Regions from separate parts of the Capsicum annuum genome. Here region 1 is linked to region 2. The links are chromatin contacts, called in public Hi-C maps. All regions are on one chromosome and are shown on one strand. The core of a region is the stretch at or near the end of the contact, and the rest is flanking DNA. Distances in the headings are between cores, read along the strand shown.

Evidence for each region. Hi-C and Micro-C count contacts between places; a contact is called where the count stands out from the background.
Region 1: a contact with region 2 is called in a Hi-C map of leaf, with 2.4 times the contacts expected there. The contact joins the enhancer-like site here to the promoter of LOC107851006 in region 2. A contact is called at or near these places in 2 of 5 Hi-C or Micro-C datasets (leaf and placenta).

What each region holds. Positions count from the first base shown.
Region 1 is chr12:66,000,723-66,008,151 of UCD10Xv1.1, forward strand. No RefSeq gene overlaps it. Among protein-coding and RNA genes, the nearest start is that of LOC107873064, 55 kb to the right of the region's middle. Within about 2 kb of position 3,244, at least 5 of the 5 cell types and tissues checked have an H3K27ac peak or open chromatin away from gene starts, as enhancers often do. A contact at or near this core is called in leaf, where this site is marked.
Region 2 is chr12:65,882,064-65,889,447 of UCD10Xv1.1, forward strand. It overlaps LOC107851006 (bifunctional aspartate aminotransferase and glutamate/aspartate-prephenate aminotransferase), which reads right to left and starts at 4,800. Exons shown (of 10, transcript XM_016695885.2): 1 at 4,479-4,800; 2 at 1,529-1,763; 3 at 1,337-1,430; 4 at 1,155-1,258. The coding sequence starts at 4,618.

The DNA.
Region 1 (7,429 bases), core at 1,994-4,493, 120 kb after region 2:
ATTTTTCAAATATCATATTCATGTTCATGTTCTGATATCTTTGTCCACTAACTCCTTTGCTTGTACCTGCAATTGTAGATTGATAAACGTTATAGGTTTTATGAAGTGTCCCAACGTCTCCTTTTAGCTCTGAAATTTTGATGTCTTCCGATCAACATAGCTCTGCACACTGCTGAGTTAGATGATTCATAGCTTTAGACTTCAGTTTAACTTCATTAGTCTTTAGCTTTTCTATTTCATTACCCATACTGTCCACTTTCATTGAAAGCATAGTTAGGGTTTTGAGTATTTTTTCTAAAGCATCATCTTCTATTATATTAGTCTATGTAGCTTTGTCTTGATATGTACTCTGCAATAACATTTTTGTTAGTACTAATTACTTCAATTGTAAATGTAAAATTTAATATATTTAATACTAGTCTCTGAATCTCTTTCGTTGTAACTGAATTTTGTATTTTCTTTGTTAACCACCAGCGTACCTGTGTATTATCTGTTCGTACAATAAACTTGTTATATACAATATATGGCTCAAATGCTAATAAACGTTTTATATAATGAACATAGTTCTTTTCTATTTATTTTCCATTTTATTTCTATTTCATTAAACGTACCTAAGTAGTATCTACAATGATGTTCTAATTTTTCTTCTTCATACCTATATTTAAGTACTCCTCCATAACTATATTCACTAGCATCTGCTTCTACTATATATATAAATTTTTTATTTTCGTCTGAAAATTGTAATTTTGGTAACTCTTTACAAAGTATTTTTATTTTCTGAACTTGTTTTTTATCTTCTTCGTTATAATTATATTCTGTATCCTTTTTAAATTTTTTCTATAATGGCTTTAGATTTTCTGCTAGTTTTGGTATATATTCTCTTACTTGATTTACTAATCCTAAAAATGATTGTAATTTCTTTTCTGTATCTAATTCTTCTTTTGAATTTATTATTTTTTGTACCATATGTTGTTGCATTTTTACTCCACTTTTATCTATTTGTATTTCTAAAAATTCTTTTTGGTTTTTCATAATTTCGGCTTTCTTTTCACTTAAACTTATTCCCGATTTTTCTATTATATCTGTAAATTATTCTAATAATTTTAAATGTTCCTCTTTAGTTTTTGTATATAGTAGTATATCATTTATGTATACTATACAATTAGGTAATTATTTAAAATAATTATCCATAAAGTGTTGGTATCTACATTGGAATCCTAGTTGCTACTCCACAGATAAATCACCACACTAGTAGCAACACATTGTTGAAGCCTAGCTAAGGCAAACAACATTTCTGGGGAAACTATCAGCAAGAGGGATCAAAAGAATAAAAAGGGTAAAGAAAGGATTCTACACATTCAAACTCAAAAATATCATTTTTGTTTACTTGAACTCAACTGAAATTGATCACGAATGCTAACCATTTTATGTTTACCCAAGTAAACTAAAAATTCAATTTTTTTTAAGACCGAAATAACTAAAATGTTGGATTAGAGAGGATGACGCTATGGGAAACAAGGAGTCTCGCATTGACTATTCAAATGCAAACGTGATAGATGGTAATCAAACAATGAATTAGCATCCCAAAGCTGTAAAATTGGTCGGGTTTTGGGATAAACATCAAGGTTCAGTTATTTTTTTTGTAATTTAGCATGAAACAAGACATGATAAGGAAATGATCAAATCTTTATTTTTGGGCAAAACATATTCATAGGCATATATGTTTGGAATACATTAAAAAAGAGTCATACTTGTTTTTTTATTTTGAAATCTAGTTCAAAGATATCTCCCAGTAACCCAACAAAACACGTCAATTCACATATTCACAATCCAATATATTCACACAAGAAACAATTTTTTGAATCAATATTGTACCATTCGACAAAATTCAAGAGACACCACATCACTTGGACATGATAAAAATGAACAATTTGATAATATTAGATCAAATAACATATTTTCATAACCATAGTAGAGTGGTCCAAGAATAAAATAAGTCAAAACGAAGCATTCCGAAGCATAAGATATTTATGAATCCAAAATTTAATCCTAACAAGGATTCGTGTTTACTTAGTAAAGCCCTCAAGACTGATTCACATCATACGCAACCACGAAATTTAACATAAAATGGTACAATCAAAACTTGAAGCTAACATAGAACCTATATTGACAAACTTACAGATTTATACAAATACAGGAAAATATGTTTATTTGAATCAGAATGTTACATTTATCCACAAGGTCCAACATGTAATAGCATGGATCTGAGAATGAAACAAATGAAATATTTATAGAATCAAAATAAAAGGGAAGAAGATGAGAGCGAGATACAAGGGAGATTTTACATATCCCGAATATTCAAAATAGAACAGCCATATCTTGAAAAAGATGTTTAGGACAAAAATGATCCGCGGAGAATAAATAGTAAAACAACGATCAACTTGAAGCAAAACATGAATTAACACTTACAAATTCATTTTCAAGAATCACCAGCAAAGTAAACTTAATGAAATCGCCATTCAGACTCAATTTTCAAAATCAACAACGACTCGTACTTGGTCAGAATTCACAAACAAATCTTTTTTTTAGAATCAAAATCATATTTTGTCCACAAAGGTGACAAAACCGCCAACAACAGAATTTAAAGACGTATTGAAATCTCATATTCATAGACCAAAATAAAATGAAAGAAAGGAAGACGGGAGTGAACGAGGGGGTCGAATCCGCATTTTTTTTATGGCAGCAAATTGGGCTTTCCGTTAAAATTCTGGCCACCGAACTCGACTTCAGGAACTCGATTGTAACACAAAATTAAGGGAACGATCGAGATTTCTTGGGATTTTCTACAGATTTCCAAAATACTTAAGGATGATTTTTTTGCTCTTGAGTTTCTCACTATTTTTTTACCTTTCTCACCTCTGCCTTCATGGGGATGGGAATCCAGCTATTTATAGCCAAAATTCAGAATATAAAGTCCAAATTTGGGACAACAAATAAGAAAAACTGTGGGAGACATAGGGGATTAGAAATATGAATTTTAATTTCTAAAGCAAATCCTCCGATGCCAGCCTTTTCAGATTACTTGTGGTGGATTTGACATCATGGATGAGTTATTCCATCTTTTGGGATCTATTTTATGATTTTAGAGGGTTTTACAGAACTGAAAAAGACAAGATGGGAGCAGTCCACATAGGGTGATAGCCATGGCGCAGCTATGTCCACCATTTTTGGGAAGAGTGTCTTTAGACGTTATTGTTATTTTAGGGAATCAAAATAGTGATTGTGCGTTGGGTTTTTGGGGAAGAGAGTATAACACGTAATTTGGGGAGTGGGAAAAGCCATGTACTGGGCTGATTTTGTTGATGGGAATTTGGTTCAGATTTAGTTTAAGAATAAAAGAAAAAATAATAAATTATATTATATATAAATGGATATAAAATAGAAAATTTTTGGACCCTTGGATTAAAAAAGATTTAACGGATTAAATTAATTTGTGTTTGTTGGATGGATTTTGTGTTTATTTACTGATGTAACGGTGTGTGATTGGTAGGTATTGTATGGGGTGGATTGATAAAGTGGATGTAGGAAATAGACCGGGTCTTGGGGCCAATTTTTGAGCCTCTTTGGCTGAAATATATGTGAATAACAATTGGATTCAGATAAAATAAATTGAAACTGAATTAATGTTGGCCCAAATACTCTTTTTTGTTAAAATTAATTTTATTGATGCTTCTTAATATGCTAAAAAAAATTATTTTTTGACACATACTCCGATTTAATAATTTTGTAATTTAATATTTATAATTTAACAAATATATATATATATATATATATATATATAATAAGAATCAAACCAAAAGGCCAAAGTCATCGATAAACACTCAAACTTGTTGCCAAAATTCACTTAGACACCTAAACTAAAGTCTGTTCCTATCAAGTCCTTAAATCCCCCACATTTGTTCCAATTTGACCTTTTTTGCCCTATCAGCAAAAAGCTCAAAGTGTGTGTTGCACACATGCGATGACGTGGCAAAATGAGCTAATTGAAAGCTAACATATGACATTGTGGGTCCAATAATTACTAAAAATTAATTATAATTCTTTTAAAAAAAGTATATACAAATGGCATTGAGGAAATTATTAAAAAATAATTCTAAAATTATTTATAAAATAAAAAAAATAATTATTTTAAAAAATATATAATTTTTTTAAAAAATAAAATAAATTATTAGAAAATTATTTTTTAAAAAAATTAATTATTAATAAAAATTATAAATTTTTTTAAAAAATGAAAATAAAAAATGGCGAGGATATAAATTATTAAATTATTTGGAAAATAAAAATAAAAAACTAATTATTTAAAAAAATTATATAAAAAAATTAAAATGAAATAAATTATTAAAAAATTAATTAAAAATTAAAAAATCAATTATTAAAAAAATTATAAAAATTTTTAAAAAAAAAAAATAATTAATAAAAAATTATAAATATTTTAAAAAAATGAAAATAAAAAATGGCATTGAGGATCCAAATTATTAAAAAATAATTATAAAATTATTTTAAAAATAAAAATAAAAGCCTAATTATAAAAAGGAAATTATAAAATTATTTTAAAAATAAAAAACTAATTTTTAAAAAGAAATTATAAAAATTTTTTAAAAATAAATATAAAACTACCCCACCTACCCCCATCCCCCCAGCGTATTTTTTTTATTAAAAAAAATTGGGATCCCCTAATTTTTTTTGCCTAATTATAAAAAAAAATTATAAAATTATTTAAAAATAAAAAACTAATTATTAAAAAGAAATTATAAAAAAAATTTAAAAATAAAAATAAAACTCCCCCACCTACCCCTAGCCCCCGAACATGTTGTTTTATTAAAAAAAATAAATTGGGACCCCCTAATGCTTTTTGTTTTATTAAAAAGGGCCTTTAGTGTTTAAAAAAAAAATTGTTATTAAAACAATTTTGGGGCCCTCAATGCCACTTGGTATCTTTTTACTTGTAAATTAGTAAAAAAAAATGCTCCTCACGCGCCTCCCATGATGGCATTGCGCATAGGCGAAAAAGACCCAAATGGAACAGAATGTGGGGGGCTTAGGGGCCTGATAGAAACAAGCCTTAGTTTAGGTGTCTAAGTGAATTTTGGCAACAAGTTTGAGTGTATATTGATGCCTTTGGCCAAACCAAAATATATGTATATATACATATCATAAGAATACATATATTATATTATATATAGTAAGAATATAAGTAAATTATAAGAATATATATGTAGTCACATAGTATCATCTAAAATAATAATAAAATAAAATTAGAAAAAAATGCAAATGTAATTATTAAAATATTTTTGTGTGAATTTCTTTATTAAATAATTAATCATATTTAGTTAAAACATTTAAAATATGATAGAAAAAATGAATCCTCCTTTTTTTTCATTCCTTTCAAAAGTCATAGAAATAAAAATACTAATTTATTTCAAAAAATTATTTAGGGCCACGAAGCATCGAAAAAAATAATTAAAGGAAAAGAGTGAGTCAAAATTGGTTGTCCAGAATTTTCCCTGATTAACCGAAGATTAGTGTGAAAATCTTTGGGCAATCACGTTAACATAACTAATTTGTCTCGAGTGAAATAGAAAGTTTGAAAGATTATGATTGAGATCCAATTTGTGAACTGCCTATACATCTCATGTTTCGCAAAAAATTTGGCCATTTGTAGTTCGAATCATAGAAAATTTTGATCAACCTCAAAATTTGGCTCAGTGTAGAATTAAGGTGACACTGAGTTTCTTCAAATGTGACTCTTAGCACGAACGAAATCATGGCTGCGCTTATTCCTGAATTGGTTGTTCGAAATAGCTGGGAATGATGAGACGTTAGGTAGCAATATCTGCTAAGGATTTTGAGAGATAAAGGAATAGCAAATTTTTTAAACTGCCCCAGTGTCGAATTAAGACGGCACTAGGCTATGACACTAAGAGAAAATGGGATGATTGAGTCAAGTTAAGTTGAGTTTCATTGCCAGAATCCTTGACGTAGCTAGGGATGCTTGACATTTTGCTAGCTTGTCCTAATTTACTGCTAAGAAGGTAGTTCCACATTGTAGTGCATTGTCCTACAAAACAGATAAAGGGGTAAAAAGCACTTGTTGTTGTTTAAAGATTGTAAATTAAAATTATAATGTAAGAAGTAGAGTGTAGATATTCAAACTAGTGTTTTAGTCCCCGTTTATTGAGGCCTTCGACTGGCGGGGTAGTAGTTGAAATGTAAAGAGACTCTGTCGGCTGAGCAGCTATTGAAAAATAAAAGTCATCCGACTGGCGGACAGTTAAAGAATAAGCCATCCGACTGACGGGCAGCTGTTGAATAAGCCATCCGACTGGCGGGCGGTTGTTGAAGAGTAAAACCATCCTACTGGCGTGTAATTACTTAAAAGTAAAAGCCCCATTCTTGCAAAATGATCTTCGACCCATACTTGGTAATGATAATGTTGGTATTGAGATTTGATGTTGCTGTGATAGTGGCTTTATTGCTGCTACGATAGTGATTTGGAATCATCTACTATGGTGTGAATTACTGATTAGCAGGTTATGCTTTGTTTGTTGAAATGTGCTTCTCTGATATGACGGAGCGTTGCATTGCTTATGTACATTCTCTGGTGTGGTAGAGCATTGCATTGCTTACGTGTATTCTCCGATGTGGCAGAGGTTCACTTCGCGTGCTTATGTACAATCTTTAAAATGTGAGATTCGACTTTGTTTGCTTATGTACAATCCTCAGAATGCGAGATCTTGGCTTTGTTTGCTTATGTACAGTCCTCGAAACGTGGAAGCTTGGCTTTGTTGAAGTTAGACGATACTCTCCGATTGGCGAAGTTATTTAATGCAATTAGACGATGATTCTTTGATTGGTGAAGTTATTCAATGCAATCAGGTGGCTAGCTTTAATTGGTGGAGTTTATTGGAAGAAGAAAATAGCCTAATTTTCCTATGAGGATCCTCGTTTTTATCGCCTCTGACCTGGGTCTTTAAAGCGTACCTGTAAAGAATTAAAATAAAATTCTTAGAGCTTATAAGGATTAGTATAAATGTATGTATGAAAAAGTAGGGAAAGAATATTTGGCTCATATCGTAGTGATAAGCTGTGTGATGTCTCTAATCATGTCCAAAGGCTTTACTTGACGTTGTCTCCTCCAATTCCTGTTTTCCAGCATGCACTCAAAGAAAAATTCTTAGTTGGGAGGAGGGTGTTGATTTGTTTCGACTTGGGGATTCTAGCTTTGTCTACGGAATCCTCCAATATTTTCCTCGGTTGCTCGATTATTCCTCAAATCTAGAGTCTTGGTAGGAGGAAATGTAGGAAAGTATTTTGAAAACTATATTATATATATATATATATATATATTTGCAAATATATTGCGTATATA
Region 2 (7,384 bases), core at 3,550-6,049:
TAAACTGACAAACTTTAGCAAGAAGTATTCTTTTATCTCGGAACTAACAAATAATCTCATTATATTTACTGTCATTATGGCAATACTGATCGAGCGAATTCTATTGTAAACTTCCACTGCTTAGCATCCATATTCGAGTGGAAAAACTAGAGAGTATCCAACCTTATCTTCTGCATCTGATATTCTTTAAGATGGAGGGAAGACGTAAAAGACTCTTCACCAAAATGAAAGTTCTCTTTTCAAGGGGATGCAAACTAATTTAAGTAATGATTCTAACAGTATATTTCCCATCACTACTATACCAGCTATAGTATTTTTTCTACCAAGAGATTAAACAATAGAGAAAACGTGAAATATGCTGGCACATCCTTTACGAAAAACAAAATAACTCTTTGAGTTAAAATTTTGCATCCAAACCATGAGCGCAGCAGTCAAAAGAAAAAGAGAGTTGCTTAGATAATCAAACAGATCAACTTTTTAAGTCATTCAACACCGAAGTTAAATTGTGGGAAGACCCGTAATCTAAGTTGTACGGACTCTTTCCTGAAAAGAGGGATAATTTCTAAATTAATTATTAGCATGTTGCTTTTTTGACAATTAATTTATGTTTTTTAAACACCCATCTGGGAGAACGAAATATTGAATTCTACAACATACATGTATTGTCCACAGAATATCTCTCAAAATTTAGCATATCATTTTGATGAAGTAAAGGATTTCATTGTTGGCATCATGCAATTAGTTACAGAAGAGTAGAAGCAAAAGTAAAATAGTAGCTCAATTACAATCTTCATACTAAGGTCAAGGAGCTAGCAAAGTAAAAAAAAGTATCTGGGGCAAAATTTTGAATATCTTTATAGCTTAACTTTAAATTGTTTTAGCCAAATCCTAGCAACTTGGATCCATGCCCTCGAATCTTAAAATTTAGATTTTTGTCGAATCCGACCCTCGGATCCGCATTTGTGTCAGATACCCGCACCCGAGTCCGCGCAACTTTGCCCGTAATTACAATTAAACATGCAACAACAACAACATACCCAGTGTATTCCCACAAAGTGGGGTCTAGGGAGAGTAAAGTGTAAGCAGTCCATACAACTCGACATGGAAATGATTATTATGTGAAAAGTTAATAGACTTTGGATGTTTAGAATTACCTCATCCCCTGGGGAACAAACTGCAAGCACTGCCTGAACAATACTTTGTTTTGCCCCATTGCTTACCACAATCTGGTCAGGAGTATACAATAGCCCGTTCTCCTCTACATCGAGAAACTAGATCAGAAAAGCAAATAGAAACAAAAACCTCTGTAATGAACATCAGCTAGAGAAATTAGTACCTTTTAATTTACGACAAATAGCCGACCGAAGTTCCATTGTACCTGCATTTGGTGTATACCTGGTATGACCTTCACGAATTGCATTTTTCCCAGCCTGAAGAAATAAGACTAATTTAGTAAATAGAGAAAAGAATAGAACATTGATTTCATCACAATAGGTGTAGATCAGGTTCCATGATTACAGAATACTACCTCTGCTATTGGGGCTGGAGTATCAAAATCAGGTTCACCAGCTGCTAATCTAATAACAGGTACACCAGCTTGCACAAGAGCAGTTGCCTGATCAGTTATAGCAACCGTTTTTGACGGCTTTACTGAATTCACCCTGGGGCTGAGCGAGATATCCACCTCAACTCTGTCCATACTCTGTGTTATGACAACTGAACCTTTTCCACGTGAGTATAGTTGTCCCTTTGACCCTGAAGATCTGTCACATACATATATAAACAAATATACTGACTCAGCAAAAACATCTAGGTGGAGTATTTCTTACTGAATGCTTATCATGGTCCAATGACACATTACCTATGAGATGTTATTAGAGAACTGCAAATATAAGAAAGTTTATGTTTTTATGTCTTTGTCAGGTATAGGATAAAACAGTGGAAAGATATCTCTTCAAGCTCTCTTTCTTTCCTTTTCATCTTTCTTTTCTTGACTGGTAATAATAAAGTTCAAATACTAAAAGTAGCAAATAGCATTCACATGATCATTCAAACATTTCAAAATCACTACTTCTGTCACCTATTGTTAAGAGTTTAACCTTCTTGGGATGGCTTAGAATGAAAATATGATACTATACCAAAATTGACAGGGGAGACACTGTCTTTGCAATTTGCAATTGGAAACATATTATAACCAGAACCAGCAACCAGGGGTAGCTAAAGATAAAGGTCAAAAAGAAAAAAAAATTACCATGATAGGTTAGAAAAACAATAATAGGTTAGAAAAACAATAGAGAGAGAACAAAAGGAAAGGAGAAGGCTCGTCACCCCTGATAAATGAGAAGAAAGATGTAAAATTACACATATGATCACCATCATTTAATGATGGTTATACTTGCAATTCTTTATCAAAAAGTGATTATACTTAAGATTCTTTACCAAAAAAGGATTATACTTGAGGTTCTTTATCAGAAAATGATTATGCTTAAGATTCTTTATCGAAAAATGATTATGCTTAAGATTCTAGAGCAGTGGCTCTTGCTGCAGCATTATCTTGACATTAGTTAGTTTTGTGGCCCATGATTTACATAGAGTTTCAATTACTATGAGAGTTTTTGATCAGAATCATCCCTGTTATTTCAACCGAACTTTCATTATATTCTTATACTATCCCACTTAACTAGCAACATCCTTTAAGTTCCCAAACTTCACCAAAATTATCCCACTGTTAACGTTTCCTTCCTTTTCTAGCAGAATCCTTCTTTTGTCACGTGAACTTCATGTACTTTTTTTTCCTTATTAATTTCATACAAGCTAGCTCCTTAAAGAGCATAAAGAATTAACGTTGGTCGACATAAAAATCAATAACAATATAAAAACTTTCTTCTCCAATTCTTTATTTCATTTTTAACACTCTCTCCATCAAGCCTAATTCCTAAATGCTACAAGCCTGCAGCAAATGCTGGTGTGTTGCACAAATATTTTGAAGTGCCCTTCTAGTCTTGTTTTCATGAAATCACCGTTCTTTTTTCTTCATATACACTGCACATATTTATACCTCCAGCTACAGATCTTTCAACAACGTCGGAAGAGATCCTCTAGCAATATGGTTAATTACTGGGTGAAGTCTCCTCAGGAATCCTATTATACACCTTTTTTTCTCCCAGCAGTAGCGATGGTAGTCAGCTTCATCTATCTCAAAAAGTCAAGACCATTGACTCCAACTCCGAAGCAATTGACGTCATTTTGCAGTTGATCATAATTAGGATTGGACACTCTTTTAAAAGGAGATGAAAACAACATTAAAACTTTTGAACCCGAGTATGATATTTACTTGTGCAAAGTATATAATCTTTCTGACTGTGACTTCCTAAGTCTGAACTTTAATTTGTAGCAGGCTCACAACTTTTCACTGTTGGTACTTGGTTTAGAACAACAAAGTAATCCATCAATGTTGAAACTAGATGAAGGTAGAAGGTACCCTATAGAGTTATTCGAGGTACGGTCAAGCTAGCCAAGACACCATGGTTATAAAAAAGTTGGCCACATCAAAAAGTCATAAACAGAGACAAGGGTAATAAGGGGACTGATCAAAGTATTCTCCGCTAGACATGATATAAGGCCAACCCTCATATCATATACCTCCATATTAGCGTTATTCTAGACAGCCCAATACTTAATCCTTACTCCATCTGTCACAATTTATATGACTCACTTTTCATTTTAGTTAGTCCCAAATAAAAATGACACATTTATTTAGTAATAATTTAACTTTAATATGGTCAGTTTACTCTTAATGGAATGATTAATAGTCACACAAACATCTATAACTTATTTTAGACCACAAGTTCAACAATCTTTCTTTCTTTCATAAACTCCGTACCAAGTCAAACTACATCATATAAATTGGGACAGGACGGAGGGAGTATAACTCTCCATATCTAATGGAGATAACAAAGGATCAGTTCTAGCATAGGGGAGATCAGATGCTTAACACATTCATATAATTGGGAAATATTCCCCAACCCCTCCCCCCCCCCCCCCCCCCCAAACAACAAAAAGATGGAACTTTTACTGCAAAAGAATTGAAACTTTCACCATCCTAGCATTCTCAAGCCCAAAACACATATCAATAAGATTCCTCGAACTAAACAAAAACTAATTCACCAACTTTAACATTCTGGTTTTCAATCAAATACAAACCACAGCTAAAATATTCTTCTTTTTCTTTTTTAACAATCCTTGTGTCCGGGTCAACTTGCACGCACCACGACTAATTCCACATATACCTGCCACCTACCACCAGCAACAGGTATATGTAATTCTGTCCACCAATGCTAGGACAGGTGAGAAAGAAATCACCTAGTATTTTTTTTGCCACAACTAAAACATTCTCAAGAAACTGTGCTAACAATTCAAGATTCTTTAACATAATAGCAATTAACAACCCAAAAACAAAAAGGGCAATAGAAAATTACTTGAGAGAGAGAGCGGAGAGGTTAGAAGAGAAAGAGATTGATGTGGGGTTGAGTGAATCAGAATGAAGTCCAGAAATGTTGAGTCTTGAACCTGTTCTTGATGAACCCAGTAAAGAGGAAGAAGTAGTAGCAGCAGCCATTTGATGGGGGAATGTGTATCCAATTTCCAAACTGGATTTTGATTTGATTCCATTTGGGTGATGGAAAAAATACTTTAATATAGTGAAATGAGGGTTGGTAAGGTTACCGGAAGAAGCGAAGTAGTTGTTGGAGGCTGTGGAAATTGAAAGCCTACTTTGCAATCTTTGGTTGGTGAAGTTTGTTTCTATTTTCTTTTCTTCTATGATAAAGATTTAATTTATTTGGTGATTATAAACGTACACTAGTCATTGCTGGTCATGCTAAGTCTGTGCCTAAACTTAGAAAAAATAAAAATAATAATAATTTTATTTAAGAGTAATAATTTATCGTATATTTTCTACTACCCAGTTTAATGTAACACCACATTAATTATATCTTATTAAAATTTAACTAATATTAACCCCTTACGATGCGCGATTAATATTAAGAAAAAATTTATAAAGTATTATTGTGTTTGCTTGATTATATTAAATTATTATTAGTGGTACACAATTATTTGTTCATCATTAAGATATTATTATTTTGAATATGACGACCTATACTATAAGTAGATAAAAAAATTATTTTAAACTTTATTAAGACAAACCTTTATTTTTGTTGATGCATCAATTGAACAAAAATATCAAATGATAAATACTTATAATTTTTTTAAACCAAAAACTATTCTATAAATTTCAAGTGTATAGATTGTTTAATAGTAGGATATTTCTCATCATAAATACTACTAAATTTTTAGATTTAAAATGACATATTTAGAACTCTGATACGACTATGATTTTAGCCAAAGGCATTTCTTCTGAGCTGATTCCTAAGTATGAGTATATTGTTATTATATTATAGTACTGTTAGCCATTAAAAATATGTAGATGTTGAATTATAACCTTGATCTTAAGTTATCTAAGTAGTTGCTGAAATTCATCTTCAACAATATGACTTCGATGATTATTATGACAGAATTGGGTCATTGACGTCTCACTAACCAAACTTATGCAATACTTTGATCACTGTCTTCTGCGACATAAATCTAAAAAAATAATAATAGTTTTCTTTAGAGAATTTGACCGAAAAGACGGAGAATCTATTAATGAGTTGTAGTACTAAAATTATAAATTCGATATAAATGAATAATACATGCATTGGCAGCTATATAATATAATTATATTAACATGTGACTTTTTCATTAGCTTGCGACTTGATTTACTATTTGCGTCCACTGATATCCTTTTAATATAGAAATCTAAAATAAGTAGTATAAATTTCTTAATTTTTAAAATAAATTTATGTTTCACATTTTATAATTAAAATTTAGTTCTATCTATGAACTTATTTCATTCTTTAAACTTATCAACAATAAGCTCTTTAATTATTTTTATCTATAAATTAGCCTATTTTTGAGTAGTTTCTATGGATAGTCACTCATGCTTTGAAAATTACCTACAAATATTACTTTTATTTCTTTTAGAACAAAAATATCCCTCAACTATCCCTATTTTCCTCAAAATATATTTGATACTCCAAAAACATTTCTTCTCCCCTAGTTGACATGTCATGTCATTAAAATTTCTTTTTTATATATATAATAAATAGATCTATTTAACTTATCAAAATTATTTAACTAAAATTTTATCCTATTTTTTTAACAAAATTTACACACATGATATATTTATCATTGAGGAACAATTTAATTATGTACTTTAGATTTTATATTTATTTTGTCTTTCTTAAAAAAAATATAAAAATTAAATTTATTCTTTATTTGATACGATAAAAATTATTACATCACATGATAAAAATATCAGCTAATCACACAACTTAAAGAAAAATAATTCATCTGGTAATGTTATGCACTTTACTCATCAATGAAGTAGTTGTGTGTAAATGTTTGAATTATTTTATTTGGTACTTTTCAAAGTTTTTCTAATTTATTTATTTCACCACTTAATAATATTTTTAAAACTCAAGGTATTTAGATGATTTGGTACTAATTTAATATTTTTTGATTATTTATTGCATAGACTAAAGATTCTTAAAATCTAAAAGAAATAAAATGATGGCTTTCGGATTTTCATATACATACTAAGGCCTCATTTGTTTGCATTTAATGGAGGTCTGAATCTGAATGGTTTGGACTTCAGATCATTAAGTGTATTTGTTTTTTATTAAAATTTTAACTCTTAATAGGTCTGAATAGGTCTTAATCATTCAGATCTAGAGCCAACTCTTAATAGGTCTGAAGGGATATTTTGGTGTTGGATAATATTCACCACTCTATTCATAATCAGTAGTCACCACCACTAACCACCTCTGCCACCATCACCATTGTCAACCACCATCCACCACCAACCACCTCCACCATCACAACCATCATCGATAAAAATACCGCTACCACACCTACTATCTCTTTTATTCTAATTATATTCACCGCCACCACTACTGTCAACAACACCATAATCAGGAACCACTACCGATCAATCCCTACTACCAACCAACTCATCTATCACAACTAGCATCACCACTAACTACCACTAATACATCACAACCTCTACACATTCTTGGGCTACCACTACTATTGTCACTAGTAACACCGTCTCTACCACCACTTCAACCAGTACTATCGCTACAATTTATCTCTACTAACAACCATCTCCACCATCACAACAAATAACATCTCCAACTAGCATCAACACATCGTCAATCATCATGCATTCATGTTTCAGCCAACACAATCAACACCTTAAACTACTAACATCAAGCAACGTCACATT